7 separate regions of the Mus musculus genome follow, and regions 1, 2, 3, 4, 5 and 6 are each linked to region 7. The links are chromatin contacts, called in public Hi-C and promoter capture Hi-C maps. All regions are on one chromosome and are shown on one strand. Each heading gives the region's core, a stretch centred on a gene start, on an enhancer-like site or on the middle of the called end of the contact. The rest is flanking DNA. Distances are from core to core; before and after follow the strand shown.

The links. Promoter capture Hi-C pulls out the DNA fragments that hold promoters and counts their contacts. A called contact is a pair of places that touch in the nucleus more often than the background predicts.
Region 1: a contact with region 7 is called in a promoter capture Hi-C map of hippocampal neurons, with 8 times the contacts expected there. The contact joins the promoter of Pfkl here to the promoter of Rnf126 in region 7. A contact is called at or near these places in 4 of 39 promoter capture datasets (cranial neural crest, embryonic stem cells, hippocampal neurons and 1 more) and 1 of 115 datasets of contacts at active chromatin or transcription factors (embryonic stem cells).
Region 2: a contact with region 7 is called in a promoter capture Hi-C map of liver, with 7 times the contacts expected there. The contact joins the promoter of Sirt6 here to the promoter of Rnf126 in region 7. A contact is called at or near these places in 3 of 39 promoter capture datasets (the 3T3-L1 cell line, hippocampal neurons and liver) and 1 of 115 datasets of contacts at active chromatin or transcription factors (astrocytes).
Region 3: a contact with region 7 is called in a promoter capture Hi-C map of liver, with 9 times the contacts expected there. The contact joins the promoter of Tle2 here to the promoter of Rnf126 in region 7. A contact is called at or near these places in 4 of 39 promoter capture datasets (hippocampal neurons, liver and pre-B cells), 1 of 484 Hi-C or Micro-C datasets (cerebral cortex) and 1 of 9 other capture datasets (pancreatic islet).
Region 4: a contact with region 7 is called in a promoter capture Hi-C map of liver, with 4 times the contacts expected there. The contact joins the promoter of Tle6 here to the promoter of Rnf126 in region 7. A contact is called at or near these places in 4 of 39 promoter capture datasets (cranial neural crest, hippocampal neurons and liver), 1 of 484 Hi-C or Micro-C datasets (uterus) and 3 of 115 datasets of contacts at active chromatin or transcription factors (astrocytes, kidney and pancreatic cancer cells).
Region 5: a contact with region 7 is called in a Hi-C map of muscle stem cells, with 4 times the contacts expected there. The contact joins the promoter of Ncln here to the promoter of Rnf126 in region 7. A contact is called at or near these places in 2 of 39 promoter capture datasets (hippocampal neurons and liver), 1 of 484 Hi-C or Micro-C datasets (muscle stem cells) and 1 of 115 datasets of contacts at active chromatin or transcription factors (astrocytes).
Region 6: a promoter capture Hi-C map of hippocampal neurons shows a contact between it and region 7, with 6 times the contacts expected there. The contact joins the promoter of Dohh here to the promoter of Rnf126 in region 7. A contact is called at or near these places in 3 of 39 promoter capture datasets (hippocampal neurons, liver and pre-B cells), 2 of 484 Hi-C or Micro-C datasets (B cells and CD4 T cells), 2 of 115 datasets of contacts at active chromatin or transcription factors (astrocytes and embryonic stem cells) and 2 of 9 other capture datasets (adipose tissue and liver).

Annotation. Positions count from the first base shown.
Region 1 is chr10:78,008,550-78,011,249 of GRCm38.p6, reverse strand. It overlaps Pfkl (phosphofructokinase, liver, B-type), which reads left to right and starts at 1,443. Exons shown (of 22, transcript NM_008826.5): 1 at 1,443-1,651. The coding sequence starts at 1,567.
Region 2 is chr10:81,626,224-81,628,923 of GRCm38.p6, reverse strand. It overlaps Sirt6 (sirtuin 6), which reads left to right and starts at 1,358. Exons shown (of 8, transcript NM_181586.4): 1 at 1,358-1,452; 2 at 2,307-2,434. The coding sequence starts at 1,387. It also overlaps a transcript of Ankrd24 not described here.
Region 3 is chr10:81,573,994-81,576,693 of GRCm38.p6, reverse strand. It overlaps Tle2 (transducin-like enhancer of split 2), which reads right to left and starts at 1,407. Exons shown (of 21, transcript NM_019725.2): 1 at 1,003-1,407; 2 at 792-889; 3 at 395-458; 4 at 52-165. The coding sequence starts at 1,026.
Region 4 is chr10:81,599,529-81,602,228 of GRCm38.p6, reverse strand. Tle6 (transducin-like enhancer of split 6) reads left to right here and starts at 1,329. Exons shown (of 14, transcript NM_053254.2): 1 at 1,329-1,431; 2 at 2,114-2,194. The coding sequence starts at 2,150.
Region 5 is chr10:81,494,946-81,497,645 of GRCm38.p6, reverse strand. It overlaps Ncln (nicalin), which reads left to right and starts at 1,283. Exons shown (of 14, transcript NM_134009.3): 1 at 1,283-1,566. The coding sequence starts at 1,383.
Region 6 is chr10:81,382,988-81,385,687 of GRCm38.p6, reverse strand. It overlaps Dohh (deoxyhypusine hydroxylase/monooxygenase), which reads right to left and starts at 1,254. Exons shown (of 5, transcript NM_133964.3): 1 at 1,110-1,254. It overlaps Gm48551 (predicted gene, 48551), which reads right to left and starts at 1,254. Exons shown (of 6, transcript NR_168929.1): 1 at 1,110-1,254.
Region 7 is chr10:79,765,659-79,768,358 of GRCm38.p6, reverse strand. Rnf126 (ring finger protein 126) reads left to right here and starts at 1,407. Exons shown (of 9, transcript NM_144528.3): 1 at 1,407-1,606. The coding sequence starts at 1,532.

The DNA of each region.
Region 1 (2,700 bases), core at 194-2,693, 1.8 Mb after region 7:
TTATGTATACTGTGTGTATGGCCTGCCTGTATGTATGCCTACAGACCCGAAGAGGGCACCAGATCCCATTACAGATGATTGTGAGCTACCATGTGGTTGTCAGGACTAGAACTCAGGACTTCTGGAAAAGCAGCCAGTGCTCTTAACCTCTGAGCCATATCTCCAGCCAAAACACCTCCCCACTCCCCACCAACAAAAGCCCTGTTATGTTCTTAGAATTTGAGTTAAACGGACCGCCCCTTCCTTCTTTCCTTTATTCCTTTTATCCCTGTTCTTGGTTTCTTTGTATAGCCTTGGCTGTCCTGAAATTTGCTCTATCGACCAAACTGACCTTCAAAGATCTGCCTGTCTCTGCTTCCTGAATGCTGGGATTAAAAGCGTGTGTCACCACTGCCAGACAATAAAAATAGCTCTTAAAGAATTTAGCAAAACCAGGCAAAAATCAACAAACTGTCAGGGTCAGATGGGGTACCCTCATCTCTGCAGGACAGCCCTACCATGGCAGCCCAGATCCAGCGCTCTGGACTGTGGGTAGCTTTCCTTGAGAGTCCTGGATCTGACCATTGCTCCACCAGCTTCGAATCCCTCTAACCAATCCTGAGGGGCTGGTTCCCCACTTTGTGCTCAGGCAAAGGCCACTCGCCTGAACCAGGAGCTGTGAGAGTTGAGAGAAGCGGCAGGTTTAGCAAATCACCCTGAAGTAAAAATGCTACGCTAAGTGTTTCTCTTTCCAAATCCCCAACTACATTCAGCAGTCGCGATGGGACGAATCGTGGCTATCGTCTCAGATACAACTGCAGCTTTCCTATGTTTTCTTTTGCTCTCTTTCTCCCTTTCTCCCTTTCTTTCTTTCTCTTTTTCTTTCTCTCTTTCTTTCTTTCTTTCTTTCTTTCTCTCTCTCTTTCCTTCTTTCTTTCTTTCTTTCTTTCTTTCTTTCTTTCTTTCTTTCTTTCTTTCTTTCTCCTTTTTTTGTTTGTTTGGCTTTTTTCCTTTTCCTTTTTTTTTTTAACTTCGGCTCGAAGGAGACTGTTGCAAGCCTAAATCAACTCAAGGAGCGGCTTAGGAATTCTCACCCAAGCCACACCTGCATCCCCGGATGCTGGCCAAGTGGGATTTAAAATGCCCGTGAGACTTGGCTACAGGTTTCCTTTAACAGCGCCTGGACAGATGTAAAATCAGCTTGCTGTAGCATGAACTCCACTTGCCCAGAAACTTCAGTCAGGCTCAGGTTGTGAACTTCATTTGGTGAGGACGTTGATCCTAGCTGCTGGGTACCTGGGGAGTTCGGTGGCGGGCCTGGGGAACCAGGGTTCCGGAACCGCTGCGCAGACATTTGTAGACTGGCGTGCGCTCCGCCTTTCTTAGCGCAGCTACCTTCTCCAGCAGCCACTAGAGGGGCGACCAGGTCCCCGAGCCTGTCAGTCAAACGTTATACTGGGGGCGGAGCCGGGGCGGGGCGGGACAAACCGGGTACACAGGCAGGCGCACGGGGCGGGGACAGGCGACAGCGGCGCGGAACGCAGAGCGGCGGGAGAGGAGCTTGGGCTCCTGGTCTCCGCTGCCGCCATGGCTACCGTGGACCTGGAGAAACTGCGGATGTCGGGGGCTGGCAAGGCCATTGGAGTGCTGACCAGCGGCGGTGATGCGCAAGGTGATGGGACGCGGGGGCGTGTTTAGGGATGGATCTGGGGTTTCTGCCTGTCCTCGGAACCCTTCGGGCTTGTCCACTGCCCCTCGCCTAGGGATCTGGGGTGTACTTGGCCAGCCAATCTCCTGTGGAGCACCGTGGCTTCAGGTCCCTGTCCCCAAGCTCCGCCCCGGGTAGCTGGCGTACGTGCTGCAGGCCACGGGCCTTGGCACGCCCCGCCCTCGCGCTGCCTAGGTCCGCCCGGTTTGGGGGTGTGTCCGCGCAGCACGCAGACTTAGGGCACCGGGCTATTCCTTTCTAGGCCACACGTGTCAGGACCTCTAAGAGAAGCACAGCCGGCCAAGTTTCACAGGCCGGAATTTGAAAGGATCAGGGACCCTGTACCCTCCCCCGTGCAGCCTGTGATTCCTACCTTCTCTGTACTGGGATGGGGTGAGACTGAGGCAGGCTTGCCCACACGCCTTTGCCTGGGCTGCTTCCTGTCCCTTGGATGGAGACTTAAGTGGAGAACAGAGGGCGTGGAGCGGGGGTATTTTTTTACCGGTGTAACAGGGCAAGCACCACAGGGCTAATAGTTGAGGGTGCACAGCCTCTTCTCGGCCTGGTAAGGCTAGGGAAAAGTCTGGGCTTGGGAGGATCTGCCCTCTTCTCAGCCCCTCTCTTGGTGGCCTGGTTCCAGGCTGACTGCTGATGTGCGAAGTCTGTGGCTCTAGTTGGGTCCGGCTGAAAAGAAATACTACCCAGTTGGGGGCTGAGGAAGACACGTGGAGCTTCAAGGGGCTTGGCTTCCCTGAGCACTGCAGTTGAGCTTCGCCATTTCCTTCCAAACATTTCAGGAAATACAGACACACATGCTCCTAAGCGGGGTTCCTGACTGCCCAGCCCTTACCTAAGAGATCGGTAGGAACAACACAGGATAGATACATCTTACAAGCATGATTGCAAGTCCAGGAAGGCAGGAAAAAATGTCACTCTGACTCCCATAATGCTGGAAATCTCAAATCTCTGTTGGGTCCCCTGGGCCTGGTCTAGGCTGGCAGTCAGCATACCCT
Region 2 (2,700 bases), core at 109-2,608, 1.9 Mb before region 7:
CCAAGGGTGGGTGACAAAACACCCAAAAGAGTTGTCCACATGCTACCAGTCTGAAGGAAATCGCCACGGCAAGGTGGCAGGGAAGGCCTGTGGATTTAAGGGTTTGCCTTCTGAAGAGGTGACACAGCACAGGTGACGCTGCGCACTGGGCCTGGGCCTTGGCTCCCGCGTGGGATGTGTGCACCTGTCACAAGTGTGCAGATGCGTGTGTTCATACTGTTGCAGGTAGCACCCCTCACCAGCACCCAGACTTCCCTGGCCTCCCTCACCCACATCCCCCTACCTCAGGCGACTCCAGACCGGAACCCAGCGTCCAAGCAGCCTCTCTGGTTACCCGCTCCAGCTGCGAGCCACCAGCAGCAGAGTAGAGGTGACACCCGATCAGGTTGGGGTGGGGGAGCGGGGGACGGATGAGCCAAGGGAGGAGACAAGCTGCTGTTAGCCAGCTTGCTCAGATGGGCAGCCCCAAGGACGGCCTCTCCCACCTCCTTGTGTGCTCCTGCCTCCTCGAAGCCTTTCTTGGGGTCTCCACGGGGATCAGGAGGCTTCGGTTGTTATATGCTGCCATTGACCCATCACATGGCTCCTGTGTCTGTTGATTACCAACAGGCAGAATGGTCAGATAGTGCCTCCCATCTCTAGATGGCCACGGAAGCAGGGCTCTTCACCTCTCTCCTTGCATCTCTGGGCACCTCTGGGTAACACGTGGAACTCGCCCAGTTCTGTGGACCTAACCCTATGCTCTGTGATATTCCGGGAGGTGCACTCCAGAAACTAACCCAGGAAATGTTGGCAGGGGGCCCAGAGGTCTTTCCTCTGCCCAAGAACCCCAGTTTTCCATTCATTCTCTCCTGTAGCCAGAGTCAGGCAGACCCTGGATGACAGTCACAAAGGTTAGGGTATCATGTAGCCTAGCGTGGCTTCGAACTTTCTGTCCCCTCCTGCCAGTGCTATAAGCACTCCGGGCAGGGCTCTACACACTGAGAACTGTGGATTTTTGTTTTGCTTTGTTTGGTTTCATTTCTGGGTTTTGCTGATGTTGTCTCTTTTGAAACAGGGAGTTGGTCTGGGACTCGCAATCCCCCTGCCTCGACTCCTGTGAGTGGCCTCATCACTTTTCTGGCTCTGGTCGCGGATCCCAGGACTGGGGAATCCACTAAGTCAGAGAGGTAGTCTCGGCCAGCACTGAAGACTAAGCTTGCTGCATCAGGAGGGCGCATGCGCTCTGGAAAGAATGCTGTTTTTCACCTCCACGTACCCACCCCACCCTCAGGCACGTATCTAGGGAAGGCGGCTACTCTTTCCCGACCGTCCCTTCACCACTTCCGGCGGAAGCGGCCTCAACAAGGGAAACTTTATTGTTCCCGTGCGGCAGCGCCGGCGACGATGTCGGTGAATTATGCAGCAGGGTTGTCGCCTTACGCGGATAAGGGCAAGTGCGGGCTGCCCGAGGTGAGAGCTGCAGTGTTCGAGTCACCGAATGACCCCAGACGGGGAGCGGCCGGGCGAAGCGGGGCATTGTGGGAACAGCATGAAACATAGAGTCTAGACAATGGGAGGGACTTCCCTGGAAGGAGGGGGCGGGAAGTGACACCCACTGCTCAGGCTGGGTGACACGGAGGAACCTGGGTCAGGGAAGGAGTGAGGGGCTAATGGGAACGAGACCAAATCGTCAGGTCAGGGAGTGGACGTCTTAATTGTCAGGGAAAACCTGGAGCTGTGGGAAGATCTGCAGGGCCGGAAGCTGGCACCCTTTCCTGGGGGCATCCCTGTACCCCACTCTGTACTCCTCCCTGAATCTGGGCCAGATGGATCCTGAGTGTGGGGCTGTCAGTCTTTGTTGTTTCTGAAGGGGTGTAGTAGGGTGGAGGGTTCTCTCTTTGTAGCCCAGGCTGGCCCCGAACTCACAGGAATCTTCCTGCCTCTGCCTCCCGAGTACTGGTGTTAAAGGCCTGCGACACCATGCCCTGCCTGCCTCATGTTAACGGAGCCCCTAGACAAGTAGAGCTGCATCTTGATTTAGGGGAGAGAGGTGGGTTATCTAAAGTCCAGGATGGGGGATGACGTCAGTGGGGAGGTCACGTGGGCCACAACCAGACCAGGACAAAGGAGTGGCTGCCTGCAGGAACAGCACTCTGGGAAGAGGGCTCGGCATGTGCAAAGGCCCTGGGGTAGGACACAGCGATGTGTTAAGAGTGTGGCTGGAACTGAGGGATGTTGAGAAGGGGCAGACAGAGCATTGACCCACAGGAGGCCTGCCACTTGGGAGGTCACGTGTTGCCTCCTCCTGCCCTCTGACCCTACAGATCTTCGACCCACCAGAGGAGCTGGAACGCAAGGTGTGGGAGCTGGCCCGGCTAATGTGGCAGTCCTCCAGCGTGGTTTTCCACACGGGCGCCGGCATCAGCACCGCCTCTGGCATCCCCGACTTCAGGTCGGTGAACAATGAGGGGAAACTGAGGCAGGGCTCTTGCTGATACACCTCTAGGGACTAAGGTGAGGTGGCAGAAGGACCTTTCAGTTTTCCTATGTCTCTGAAAGGCCCAGCAAAAACTCCACTTGCCCAAGGATCAGAGCATGCCCACATAATGTAGTAGCTGCAAGGCATGCTGGGAAATGTATTCATGCAGCTCGGCCAGCCACTGGGTTTTCTAGGGTCAGAATGACTCAATGTTGTGGAGTGACTAGCTCACCCATAAC
Region 3 (2,700 bases), core at 158-2,657, 1.8 Mb before region 7:
GATGAACTTAGTTAGACCCTCCCCGCAGACACCCGTACCCCACATGGTCACCTGTTTATGCATCTCAATGTTGAGTCCGTAGGACATCTCGTAGTACTGCAAAGGAGACAGTCTTGGCCAGTGTGGATAGCTGGTGCCACCCTGGGGACACTGATGGGGTGCAGCCTCGAGGGGGTGGTACGAGTATCAGGGCAAGACACAAACACCCTGAGCCCCATGGAGACCCAGACAGGGAACCCACAAGATGGATCACGGATGGGCTCAGAGAGATAGGACAATCAGGTAGTCCCCCAAATTGGAGGGGGGGGGAGACCCACAGAACAGTGCCTGGTATCCCAGCCTGCCCTTTTTAGGGAGAACACGGAAGTGGGCAGAATGGGCAGGTACTCCTTACCATCACATAATGCCTTTGCATTTCTGTCTTCTCGCTGGCCAGCTTCTCACATTCTAGCTTGAGGCTGGGCAGGAAGAATAGACAAAAATGGGGGTTGACTTGCCACACCCCACATGGGTCAGTTTCCACAGTGACAGGCAGAAGCTGCTGGCTCCCCATTCCTTTAGAAACTGTTCCCAGTCCTCTCGAGCCCAGATCTACTCCTGGGACCAAAACATTCTCAGGGAAGGCTTTCCCTGAATCCATTCATCTCACACTCTTCTGGGCACCACCTCCACCAGAAAGCCCTCCAGTAGGCCCAATGAGCCCCGCCCCTTGCCCTAGAAACCACGCCCCTCCAAGAGTCCCCGCTCACCCCCATGGGGCTTCCCAGGGCCCAGAACTAGGGCTCCCTCACCTGTGGTACTGAGCTTGAAGAAACTGGAATTCCTCTTTGATCCGGTCACAGATTTCCAGTACTGAGAACTTGAAAGGCTGGCCAGACTGCAGCGGGGTCTGAGGGGGAGAGTGGGAAAGGACACTAGGGTGAGTTCCAGGGCAACAGCAGGCAGGAGTCCCCTCCCTGGTCCCCACCTCCTGCAGCCAGAGATGGGAGTCTCCGTACTCACCGGGTGCCTTCCCTGAGGGTACATCCTGCTGATGGATGGGTGAGAGAATGGACCCCCCCAGCTTCTTGGAGGCTTGAGGATGTGGCAAAGGGACGCTGAGGTGCAGAGGTGGCGCTGGGGAGAGAATTGGGTGCGGGGAGGAGCAGGCAGTAGAATTTGGGGTGCTAAGCTAGAGCTGGGGTGCAAGGAGACTGAGCCTGGAAAAGCTAGGAGAGAAGCCGGAGCTGGGGGAGGGATTTTTACGCAAAGAAAGAGCAGCCAGGGAGAGCCTGTCGGGGCAGGGGACCAGGACCCCGCGCTGCGCCCCCCCTCCAGCCAGCGCGTCCGGGGTTGTACAACCCAGGGGCAGCTGCAGTCAGCGCCGCAGGTCTGTGGCCGCCGCCCGGGGTCGGCGCTGGTGGCCTCAGTGGCTGCGGAGCCGCCTCCCTCCGCGGGGCTCGGCTGGGAGCCGCGGGCGGGACCCGCCTTAAGGTGGCACCGCCGCCCCCGCCTGCTCTGCTTCTTCGGTTCCAAGACCCGCTGGGGAAACTGAGGCTTGGGTTCGATCCTAGTGTTCCCGCCCCACCCCCACTCAAAAAAAAAAAAAAAACCGGGGGGAGAGAAATTAGGCAAAAAAAAAAAAAAAATCTCTGTGCGCGCGCCTCTGGAGCCGTGGGGGCTGCAAGTGGCTTCTCTGGGACAGCGACACTATGCCCTTATGAAGGATAAACATCCCCAAGATCGAAAGAGAGAGAGATACACACCTGTCCCAGGAAGAGCAGACCCAGGCTATGCTTGTCAACCAATGCTGCCCCACTCTGGAGAGATCCAGGACAGAGCCCAGGGCAGCTTGGTCAGGCTCAGAGCCCACTACAGACTTGCATGCTAGTGCCACCACCAGCCAACTGGGTGGCCTCCTCTATCCAGATTGGGCTCCTAAAGGACCAGACTCTTTAAACTTAGTGCATAGAACTCTTGTGTATCTTGAACCGGAACACTAGAAAATCTTCTGCAGGGGCTTCACCACTGACCCCGCCCCCAGACCTTCACTGGGAGATTCTAGGCAGCAGCTCTACCTCTGACCACACCCCCAGCCCTTCACCGAGGGATTCTAGGCAGAAGTCACCCATGACCACGCCCCCAGCCCCTCACTAGGGATTAGAGACTCCACTCTTGACCACGCCCCCAGCCCCCTTTTACTTTTGGAGGCAAGGCCTTGCTAAGTTGCCCCTGCAAAGCTTGAGCTTGGAATTCTCAGTCCCTGTAGTAGCTGGGACAACAGGCCTCTGTGTGCCATCAGGCCACCTCCTACATCCCATCAAGTTTAAGGGTGTCCCCCAGAGCTGAGAAGCCACCTGTCACCATGGAAACCCCCTTCCCCCCAGGAATCATCCTTTGTTTCCAACTCTGGCAGGACTAGACCTCAGAAGAGGAAGGAGGGGACCCACACCTTCAATCCCAGCACTTGAAATGCAGAGGCAGGCAGATCTCTCTGAGTTTCAGGACAGCTTGGTCTACTGTGGTGGTTTGACCATGCTTGGCCCAGGGAGTAGCACTATTTGGAGGTGTGGCCTTGTTGGAGTAGGTGTAGTCTTGTTGGAGGAAGTATGCCACTCTGGGAGTGGGCTTTGAAGCTCTGCCAAGTGCCTTAGTCAGACTTCTTCTAGGGGCCTTCAGAAGAAGACACAGAACTCTCTGCTCCTCCTGTACCATGCCTGC
Region 4 (2,700 bases), core at 80-2,579, 1.8 Mb before region 7:
AGGGCTTCAGATCGCATTATAGATGGTTGTGAGCCACCGTGTGGTTGCTGGGAATTGAGCCTGGATCCTCTAGAAGATCAGCCAGTGCTCTTAACTGCTGAGCCATCTCTCCAGTCCCTTAAATACTTTTCAATGAAGGAAAAGTTGCTGTGACAGAGGCCTAATTGAGTTGCAATCACTTGTTCATGTGTGGTATGTGGGTGCAAGAGGACACTTCTTGGGAATTAGAACACATTCTCACCTTCTACTGTGTGGGTCGCAGGGATCAAACTCAAGCTGAGCAGCAATGGGCTTTACCCACTAAGCCCTCTCACAGCCCTTTCTGTTTTACACCTGCTTGTACTATGGAAACCAGGCTGGCCCCAAACTCACCGTCACTGCCCCTGCCTCCGAGTCCAAAGTGGTGACTGTGGTTTAATTTCACATCCCCCATCTGTGGCTGGAGTGGACGTAGGAGTGAGGCTAGGGAGGTCCAGAGAGTCCACTCTAACCCAGGCCATCCTCAGCTTACTCCAGGATCCTCCATCCAGGGCCAGGGATGGGGGCTGAGCCTTGCAGGGAGCTCAGGGTTCTGCTTCACTTCCTGTCCTTGAATATGGGGGTCTGGGCTTGTGTGGCTTTGTGCCCGATGTCTTTCCTTTCTCTCTCATTTGAGACAGTCTCCTGTACTCCAAGCTAACCTGGAATTTGCTATCTAACTCAGGACGACCTCGAACTCCTAACCCTCCTACTTTTACCTCCCCAGTGCTGGGATAATGAAGGTGTCTTCAAGTGGTGCTGGGGGTAGGGCCCAGGGCACATGCGGGCCAGCCAGGATGAATCCTGATTCTCCTGTTTCAGTAAGATTTAAAAGAAAAGTGTGTGTGGGGTGTGTGTGTGTGTGTACGTGCAAGAGTGAGTTGTGAGTTCGTGGTCCACCCTGTGGATCCCAGGGATCGAGTTCGGATCAAACGTCTAGGCCGCAATCACCTTCACCTGCTGATCCGTCTCGAATGCCCCAAATAATCAGACTTTTCACCAAACACTCTGAAATTCTCCCAGCTCCCGAATCGCCACACCTGGAACGCGAGGGTTAAGCCGAAGCAGGAACTCCGTGATTGACAGCACGGCCACAAACTGAGCAATGAGCATTCTGGCTCGCAGCCCACGTGGGCTCGCCGCCTTCTGATTGGTCAGGGCCTGCAGGGGCGGTTCGCTGAGTCCGGGGCCCACGTGCACCGTGGCCTGGGCCCTGATACACGCTTCCCTCGGTGGGTGCAGGGGGCGTGGTGTGTGGGTGTGGCCTAGTAGGGCGTGGCCTAGGCTGGAGGGGCGGGGTGAGAGGGGTCAAATGGCCCGGGGCCCAGCAGGAGGGGCTTCCTCCTGGCCTGACCCTGGCTGACCTCAGAGGCTTCCTCTGGGATCCCTGGGGCCTCCCTAACCTCAGAGGTGGTGCGTGAGGGCAGCCCGCTTCCTGCGGGCGGGTCGGGAGAAGAGGGAGCCCGAGGGAGGGGTGTGGACCCTCACAAAACCGACTTCAGCGGGGAGTTTACCTAGGTTGAGTGATTTGGGAGTGAACCAAGTGTCGTTTCTCTTGTCTCCTTTATTCTTTTTTGAAAAATGTTTTAAGTGTGTGCCTGAGCGTATATATTTGCACCACATGCAGGCTTAACTAGTACGCCTGGAAAACTTTTTTTGTTTTGGTTTGTTTTGGTTTTTTGGCTTATTGGTTCCTGGCTGTCCTGGAACTCACTTTGTAGACCAGGCTGGCCTCGAACTCAGAAATCTGCCTGCTTCTGCCTCCTAAATGCTGGGATTAAAGGCGTGTGCCCGGCCTGCCTGGCAAACGGTCCACGACTAGCCACATTTCTGGCTGATCCCGCTAGGGAGTTGGAGGTGCCTGGTTCTCTATTCTTGGTATCTGAAGAGATACTAATGAGGCCCTTAGCTGGGGGTGTGTGTCTGAAACCTTAGTAGTAGTAGTAAAGCCGGGTCTTGGGGAAAGGGAGCGCAGAAGACATGGGGATGGGGAAGGGGCTTCCTCCCCAGCTGGGTCCAGATGATGAAGAGGCTACGGGGATGGGGGTGGGAGTCGGCTTTTCTGCCTTCTAAAAACCTATACCTGTTCTTATAGGACTTAATCAGATTTGTGACCTCAAGAATCTTCTAGATGACTTCCCACAGACAGAGCAGTGACACCTTTGGTGGAATTTTGGTGAGAGAGAAATGGTGGTGAGGGGCACAGTTAGCTTCCTCTCTTCCTACTGTGTTTGGGGTTTTGGAGACTAGTTCTCTCTGCCCCCCCCACCCCCACCCCGCACCGGGAGCTCATGCAATCCTGCCTACCTAGCTAAGATGAAAGGCCTGCACCCCAGCCTGAGCCCCTCAGTGCCTGCACCTGTGACCCCTGACAGCGCAGGTGAAAACCCCCATAGACCAGACCGGGCCCACATTTTCCCAATGTCAATCAAGTGGTGATTATTAACACTAGGTGTTCACCTGGTGTGGTCAGGGCTGAGCCTCTCCTAGCAAGTGGCTCTTTAGTTCCATGTGTTAACACTATATTGGGATTAAAGATCGTTGCCCAGCTTTAATCCACACTTGGGAGGCTGAGGCAGGTGGATCTTTTAGTTCAAGGACAGCCAGCTCTAGGTAATTCCAGAACAATCGGCTACATAGACCCTTTGGGGGAGGAGTTATATCTCCTCCCTCCTCCTTTCC
Region 5 (2,700 bases), core at 34-2,533, 1.7 Mb before region 7:
CACACATCATCTGTTTTCTTTTCTACACTTTCAGTTCTGATTGTCTGTGGCCTCGGTATACAGTTGGCAGTTATCACTCACCCGGGGGAAAGGACCACAAGTTTGAGTCTTAGAATCTGTTTTCTTACCTAAGGCAAATGGTCTTCAGAGAAGGCACCATCCCCAAGTTCTCCACAGGCTTCGAAAGCCAGCACTCACCAGTCGCGAATCTTACTCAAAGTCAGTTCATGCCAGTTTGCATATCAAATTCCCACCTGTGGCTGCCAGTGGGTGGGTGGCAGTGTCTGGTCTTTTATTTCTTATTTATTGTATTTCTAGAGGTGTGAGTGACATATAATTTTAATTCACATCTTAACTTACCCCAAGACACAGGGACTAGTCAAATCCATTGAAGTTGCAATAGGGCAAACCAAAAATGTTAGGTTAAATATGTCCCAAGTATGAACAGGGATACTAAAGACCTCCCATCGTCACACTAGTCTCATTTTAGCTATCTTGATCTCCCCACTGCCATTAAAGTCCGCGCCAATTCTTGCCTTCCTACCTTACCACCTGCCCCGAATATTATTTTTTTAACCAGCTTTTCACTCATTCACTTAAATCCTGTAGAACACCTGTAGTCAGAGTGTCTTGTGATCAGAGAGCTAGCACCTTCAAGACAAAGGCCTCACCTCTCTCTCTTTCTCTTTTATTTTATTTTATTTTATTTTCTCGCATTCTAATCCCCTCTCCTTTCAAAGACTAAAAGAACGACTCTAGTTCCCATATTCCTTTGTGCTTGCCCGATAGGACTACAATTCCCAGAGAAACAAGGCACCAGGCGGGCACTTTCTCTTTCCTTTCCTACATCTTTCCGGGTCGAACGGTCACGTCCTGCACTTTAGGTTTTGGATTGTCCTTTCATTAACGACTCCAAACATGGGGCTTAAACAAGATTTACTGGGAATGGTTTTTAATAGCTTTGTAAGTCATCTGTGTTTTGCGGCTTGGATGAGTTCAGTAGCAGTAGATTGTCCACCATAGCTTCTAGGAGCGGCACAGTGGGACTACAACTTCCAGGGGGCTCCGCGCATAAGGACTGTCACAGCTTCCGAGAGGCCCTAGTGCGAGTCTAAGTGTGCCTACAACTCCCAGGGTTCCACAGCGCGCGGAGCCGTTTAAAACGAGGCTCGCTCACAAGAAAGACTACATTTCCCAGAAGGCGGCGCGGCAGACAGGGCCGTCCGCAGTGCTGCCCGAAGGACCCTAGGGCAGGCGCGGGCTGTTCGTGGCTCTCCCCGAAGGACCTCAGCAGCCGCCCATGCCGAGCTGAGTCCGCCGAGCCTCGGCCGCTTCCCGTCGCCCTCCGTCGCTGCCGCCTTTGCGGCCTGCCGCCCGCCGGGATGTTGGAGGAAGCGGGCGAGGTGCTCGAGAACGTGCTGAAGGCGTCGTGCCTGCCACTCGGCTTTATCGTCTTCTTGCCCGCCGTGTTGCTGCTCGTGGCGCCGCCGCTGCCCGCCGCCGACGCCGCGCACGAGTTCACCGTGTACCGCATGCAGCAGTACGACCTGCAGGGCCAGCCATACGGTGCGCGACCCCTGACCTCTTCTCTTGACGCCGCCGTCCCCCTTACTGCCACACTAGTCCCCCAGTCACTGCGATCCTCCCACTGTCAGGCAGAGGAACTCCGACTGCTATCCCGGTCTCCCCATTGACTTACTGTTCCTGGCAGCTCTGTTCCCTCAGTTCCCCTGCTGTTTCACTGACTCCTGTCACCCCATCCCATCATCGCCACCCTGATTCCTATCTCTCCTCGATCCCATGTCACCCTGATCCCTCTCTGTCAGCGGTTGCCTCAGACCACTCTCAGGCCGGCGTCAGCCCCCGGGCCTGGTGTCCTGGGGTTTCCTGGGGCCTTGGTTCCCACAGTACCATACTTTCACCCCTTTGCTCTGCTCCCCACTCCTCGCCAGGGTTCCCCAGGATCTCTGTCCCCATGCCTAGGTTTGGGGCCTCTCAGAGCTTCCCGCACCCTGCTCTTTGGTTTGCCTCTCAGCCTTGATACTGTCTTTGCCTGAATGCCAAGGCCGGGCCCCCATTTTTGAGCGGGTGTGGCAGCCTGGTGTGTGCACCCAAGCCTATGTGGCCCCTATACCCAGAATTGCATTAATTTCTCTTTAAAACTGTGTTGCCATGGCAGGGGTCATGTTGCTGCCCCAGCTCGGGGAGCTCTAAGGGGTCGAGGCCAGGTGGCTGCCCAGCACCTTGCAGGACCCAGAACAGTGGCCCCAGAACAGTGCCCTGGCATGTAGAGCACCCTGGGGTGGGGGACCTTACCCTAGGCCAAGGAGTAGGTGGCCAGGTGTCCCAATGTCGTAAGCATTTGCTTGCAGATCCTTGTGGCCTGGTATCTTCGGAAGGGCCACCTGCTAAACTGCCACTGTGGGGTGTCACTGATGGCGGGGGAACCGTGGACACCACTAAGCTGTGAAGCATAGCTTCTGAGCTCCCACAGTTGTTCCAGAGCATTCCGCGATCTGGAGGGCAGTTCCTAGACCATGCATTTCCATGTCTGGGTCTCACATGCACAGAATCTTGGGTGGGCCGGTCTGTGAATAAGCTCATGTATTGTGGACCAGATGCCTAACGTGACTTTCTCACCCATCCTTGGCTGGTTAAGAACTAATGGGCTCTTGCATCTTGTCTACACCCTGGAGGACT
Region 6 (2,700 bases), core at 5-2,504, 1.6 Mb before region 7:
AAGCTAGGGCACACACCTGCATATCTGCCATTCCAGCCCCGGGATGCTGAGGCAGGAGGACCCCTGAGCTCCAGGCCACAGAACTTTCTCCACATCCATCCAAGTGCTGGGATTAAAGGCATGCGCCACCACCACCTGGCCAGACTTTTTCAGGATAGCTTAGATGAGGGATCTAGAAACTGTCAGTTGCAAAATGGATCTCACCCCTGCCTCCCACACCACCTTACTGGAGGTTCTCATGTAGCCCTGTGGGATACACTTTATCCGTCCCCTCCTCCCTCCGGACTTCTCCCTGCTCCTGCCTTTGCACAACTTGTACCCTCTGCATGGCCCCATAGATGCAGGACAACACTCCCACACAGGTGTTTTCTTTCACGGATGAATTAACACGGAAACAGACATCGTCCAGTATAAGAGGACCGGCCCCTGTCAGCCATTAGACATACAGCAGATGCATACATAACAAACTGGACTAGCAGGCTGTGGCAAGCTGGAAGGCCTTCTGGGCTCTGATGTCACCCAGCGTCCCCGAGTTTAATGAGGCAGGTATGGCTGCCTCACCAGTGATGCCCATCAGCCTACAGTCACACCTTGAAAATGGAATTCATCAACACACATGAAGCAGGTCTACGGGAGCTGGCAGCAGCTGTGTGGCAGTGAGACCCACATCCCGATTTACCCCGAGCAACAACAGGGGAGACCAAGGATCTCGTGGGTCCAAGAGTGCCCATTCGAGGTATGGGGCCTCCCGCTTAATTCAAAAAGGCTCCAGGCTGGGCAGAGGCTGAAGCAGGAAGATAACCGGTCCCAGGAGATCCTGTTTCCAAATACTTAAGCTGAGAGGTCAAGCGCGGGCCGGCCTGCACGTGAGCCCCGCATAGGCGGCCAACCTGTCAGCTAAGCACGGGGTAGGAGGAGGCCATTCGTAGCCACACAGTGGGTTGGAGGCTAGCCTGGGCTACATGATATCCTGTGTGACGTCAAATACTGAAGGAAAAGGGTCCAATTCCCCGTAGGACCCCCTCAAGGGAAATCCCAGCGCTCCCGGGAGCAGCGAGTACCTCAAAGCGGAAGTCCCCCGAAGGGGGGGCACTTCTGGCACTGCTCACCGTGTTTTCGTCTACAGGGACTCGTCAATAAGCTCCGTATACTCGGGACAGATGGAGAGAGTCGCTGCGACAGCTCCAAGAACAGGTCCGCGGACGCATCTCGCGCGACGTCCTCTGGACGCCGCCATCTTGATGGCCACGTGACCATGCTGGGCGGAACCATCGTCGCGACTAGGGGTGACCACACCCGGAACGATGCGGCAGCGACGCCCCAGGACTGTCCTAAGAGCCGGAGAAGCAACTTCCGGTCTTCCTCCGGAAGAAGAGTTTCCGACCGTCTCTCCCATAGAGAAAAGAAAATGGTTTGATCCCATTCACAGCACAACCGGGCCGGCCGTGCATAGCGCATGCGCAGTGTATAGTGGGCGTGGCTATGTTCTACAGGGCGCGGCCAATGGTCTCTGGGACCAAAACAGAGGAAAAGAAATGGGAGATAAAATAGGCGTTACGAGCAATCTCAGCAGTGAGGGCACTTGCAGTCAATTTGAGAATGAGTTCGATTCTGGGGATCAACAGGATATACGGCAGTGACATGACCATAAAGTCGAAGTTTAAATTTTTAAATATGCCGGGCGTTGGTGGCGCACGCCTTTAATCCCAGCACTCAGGAGGCAGAGGCAGGTGGATTTCTGAGTTCGAGGCCAGCCTGGTCTACAGAGTGAGTTCCAGGACAGCCAGGGCTACACAGAGAAACCCTGTCTCGGGGAGAAAAAAAAAAAAAAAGCCGGGCGTGGTGGCGCACACCTTTAATCCCAGCACTCGGGAGGCAGAGGCAGGCGGATTTTTGAGTTCAAGGCCAGCCTGGTCTACAAAGTGAGCTCCAGGACAGCCAGGACTATACAGAGAAACCCTGTCTCGAAAAAACAAAACAAATGTATATATGTGTGTGTGTGTAAATGTCATGAAGTTCATTACTTTTTTGGTTTAAAGATTTATTTATTTATTTTTAAAGATGTACTTATAATATATAAGTACACCGGTTGTGAGTCACCATGTGGTTGCTGGGAATTGAACTCAGAACCTCTGGAAGAGCAGTCGGTACTCTTAACCACTGATCTCTCCAGCCTCCTCATTACTTTTTTTTTTTTTTTTTTTTTTGAGACAGGGTTTCTCTGTATAGCCCTGGCTGTCCTGCAACTCACTTTGTAGACCAGGCTGGCCTCAAACTCAGAAATCCGCCTGCCTCTGCCTCTCGAGTGCTGGGATTAAAGGCCTGTGCCACCACGCCTGGCTTCCTCATTACTTTTTTAATGATTTATGTACATTGGTGTTTTGCCTGGATGTGTGTCTATGTTAGGGCGACAGATCCTCTGGAACTGGAGTCAGAGTTGTGAGTCACCATGTGGGTGCTGAGAACTGAACCTGGGTCCTCCGGAAGAGCAGTCAGTACACTCAACCACCAAGCATGTCTCCAGCCTCCATGAAGTCCGTTATTACATAATTATGTAAATTTAATTTATGGTAATAACAATTTTTAAAGTAAAAATAAAATTAAGACAAAAATACACTATTTTTCAGAATGCTACCAGGAAGCCTGTTATTATATGGGCTTGTATGATGCATGGATATAAATGTGGAAAATGCAAATGTC
Region 7 (2,700 bases), core at 158-2,657:
GTGTGCATTTCATAGACGCTAGATGAATGTTGAACGAATAAGTAAATAAATACAGGAACTAACCTCAGAAACATTCTGGGCCTAGCCTAGAAGACGACGCAGGCTTCATTCACTCCTGAAGAGTCACACGGGGTGCCTGCGGGCTAGAGGATCCTCCTTCTACCAGAGAATGCATCCCTTCTTCATCCTTATCTCGGGTGTTTGTGGAACACCTGATGTGTATCGTCCAGACATGATACTCCCTTCTGCCCGGCACTGTTTTTACAGATTATCAGGTGTACATAAGTGTATGTAGGAGGGCTGTAGAGACCGCGTGAAAAGGCAACATTGCAGCCGAGACTCCGGAGTTTGGGGGACCAAGCACTTGGAGGCACAGGCAGTGCAGTGCAAGCAAATATCCACAGGCAAGCTTGTCTGGAAGGCTAAATGAGGGGAAGGAAGCTGGGAAATGAGGGCTTGATGGTTCGAAGAAGAGGAGGAGTCTCTTAGGCCCCGTCCCTCACTTTTTTTTTTTTTTTTTTTTTAGGGATAGCCCTAACAACTTAAGCCATTGGCAAGGCAACCAAGTCCCGCCCCTCAAGGACTCCAACTTCGCGACTGTACTTGGCTTTCCGAGGCCTCTACATCCAATCCCGTATGCCGGAGAAACTCAGCCCTGTCGACTACATCCCCGCTCTGGAGATAGTCACCCGCCTTCAGGCTTGCCCATCCTCGTTGCCAAGGAGACGGCCCCCGCAAGCTTGGAGCTCCGCCTCCAGGCTCACGCCAAATTCCTAGGCGGATTCCAGGATTGGTCCCGTCGCTGTCTCGTCACCATGGAAACCCGGCCCCGCCCTGCGCAGGCTCAGCCTGCGGACCCTAAAGCTTTCCAGTTGCCTACAGGTTATAACCTACCCCAGGTTGCCAAAGAGACATCCCGGGCCCCCACGAAGGCCCCGCCCTTTGGTCGCGGAGGCTTCCCCGAGGCCCTGTCCCACGCAGGTTGCCAAAAAGTCTTCTCCCCCACGTAGCCCCGCCGCTCGCTGGCCCCCCATCTCTGACTTCTTCTGCTTCCATGTCTGACTTCACCTCCTAAAGTCATCGCCAAGGCGACCCGCCTTCGCGCTGTCCCTGGACTTCCGCACTCTTCAAGCGTGACTCCGCCCTTCCACCCCCAAGTGCCAAGCCCTCTAGACTCCGCCCACACCAGATAGGCCACGCCCCCAAGATGCTCTGCAGTCTTGACCCTCACCTCCGTCCCGGTTACTAAGGAGACTAGGCTCCGCCGCTTCGCCCCCAGGCTCCGCCCCACACACTGGACCCAGGTCTCTGGCTTCCGGAAATACTTATTTTGTCCTAGTGCGGCCACCGTTCTCCACGAGTCAGCCCCCCGCAGCGCGTTGCCCGCGTTTCTCCGCGAGCCCCACGCCTGCCGTGCGTGCCGTGCGTGCCATGCGTGAGCGTGCGCGGGCGCGTCGGCCGGCGAGGGAGCAGCAAACGGCCGGCGGCAGGCGCCGCGCGGGGGGCGGGCGGCGCGGAGGCGGCGGTGGCCATGGCCGAGGCGTCGCCGCAGCCCGGACGGTACTTCTGCCACTGCTGCTCGGTAGAGATCGTGCCGCGCCTGCCGGTGAGACCTGGGCGGGAGGGCCGTGGAGCTGTGCGCGCGAAGCTGGCTAGAGGGGAAATTGAGACCCGGCGGGGTGCGAGCAGCGTGGCGGGCAGGTCCAAGAACCTAGGGCGGCGGCGGGGTCGCCCGAGGGACGCAGGCTTGGTCGGACCCGGTGGGGCTCGGAAGCTGAGCTCCGCGCTGGGGACGGCCGCCGAGCGCGTGGCCAGGACGCGGGGGCGCGCGGCGCGGCCTCGAGCGCCGCCCCGGGCCTCGCTGCTGCGCCCAGAGGAGCTGCGAATCCGACGGCGGAGCTGGAGGGTCTGGGAAGGTCGTACCTGCACCTCCTTGCCTGTTACAGGCCTTGTGCTAAGGCTTCAGTGTGGCTTTGACCAGTTGCATCCCCCGGTCCCCACCTGGTTGTCCCCTGGCCTCCTGCTTCTTCCTCGTAGCTTTGGACATATCTATCCTGAGGACCCTGCTTGGGTGTCCTGCATCTTTTCCGGTTCAAGGTGGTTTTGTCCAGGTGCATGCCAGGGATCCTGCAAGTTTCTTGAGAGTGACTTTGACTAGGCTGGTATCCCCAGGCCTCCTCTCCCAGGACAGAACCTCCCACCTTCCAGGCATCCCTTGTTTCATACCCAGGTTTGAGGCTCGCTCCTGGAAAGGTGATCGCTCAGTACTTGCAACCTACCGTGGCCTTTCCAGGCCAAGCGTGGAGCCTGCTCCTGCCCTTCGAGGTGGAAGCCTGGGTGGGTCCTTGAAGAAGTAGTAGCTAGTTTGGTGTAAGCCAATCTACCATTGCGGAGAAGGTGGTGGAGTAATTAGCCAGAGTCTGTCAGGGTGACGACGGGGTGGGTGGTAAGAGGTGCTGTAGTTCCTTCTGGTCTCTGCACTCTCCCTCTGGATGGTGACACCATGACATTCTTCAGGGCGATTAACTCCAAGAATTCAGGTGGTGGCATACACCTTTTATTTCAGCACTTGGGAGGCAGAGGCAGGCCGATGTCTGAGTTTGAGGCCAACTGTTAGTTCCAGGACAGACAGGAACCCTGTCTAGGAAGGGGGGCAGCTTGGAGAGAGTGGTATGTGGGGTGCCAGGTGAACCTGGAACA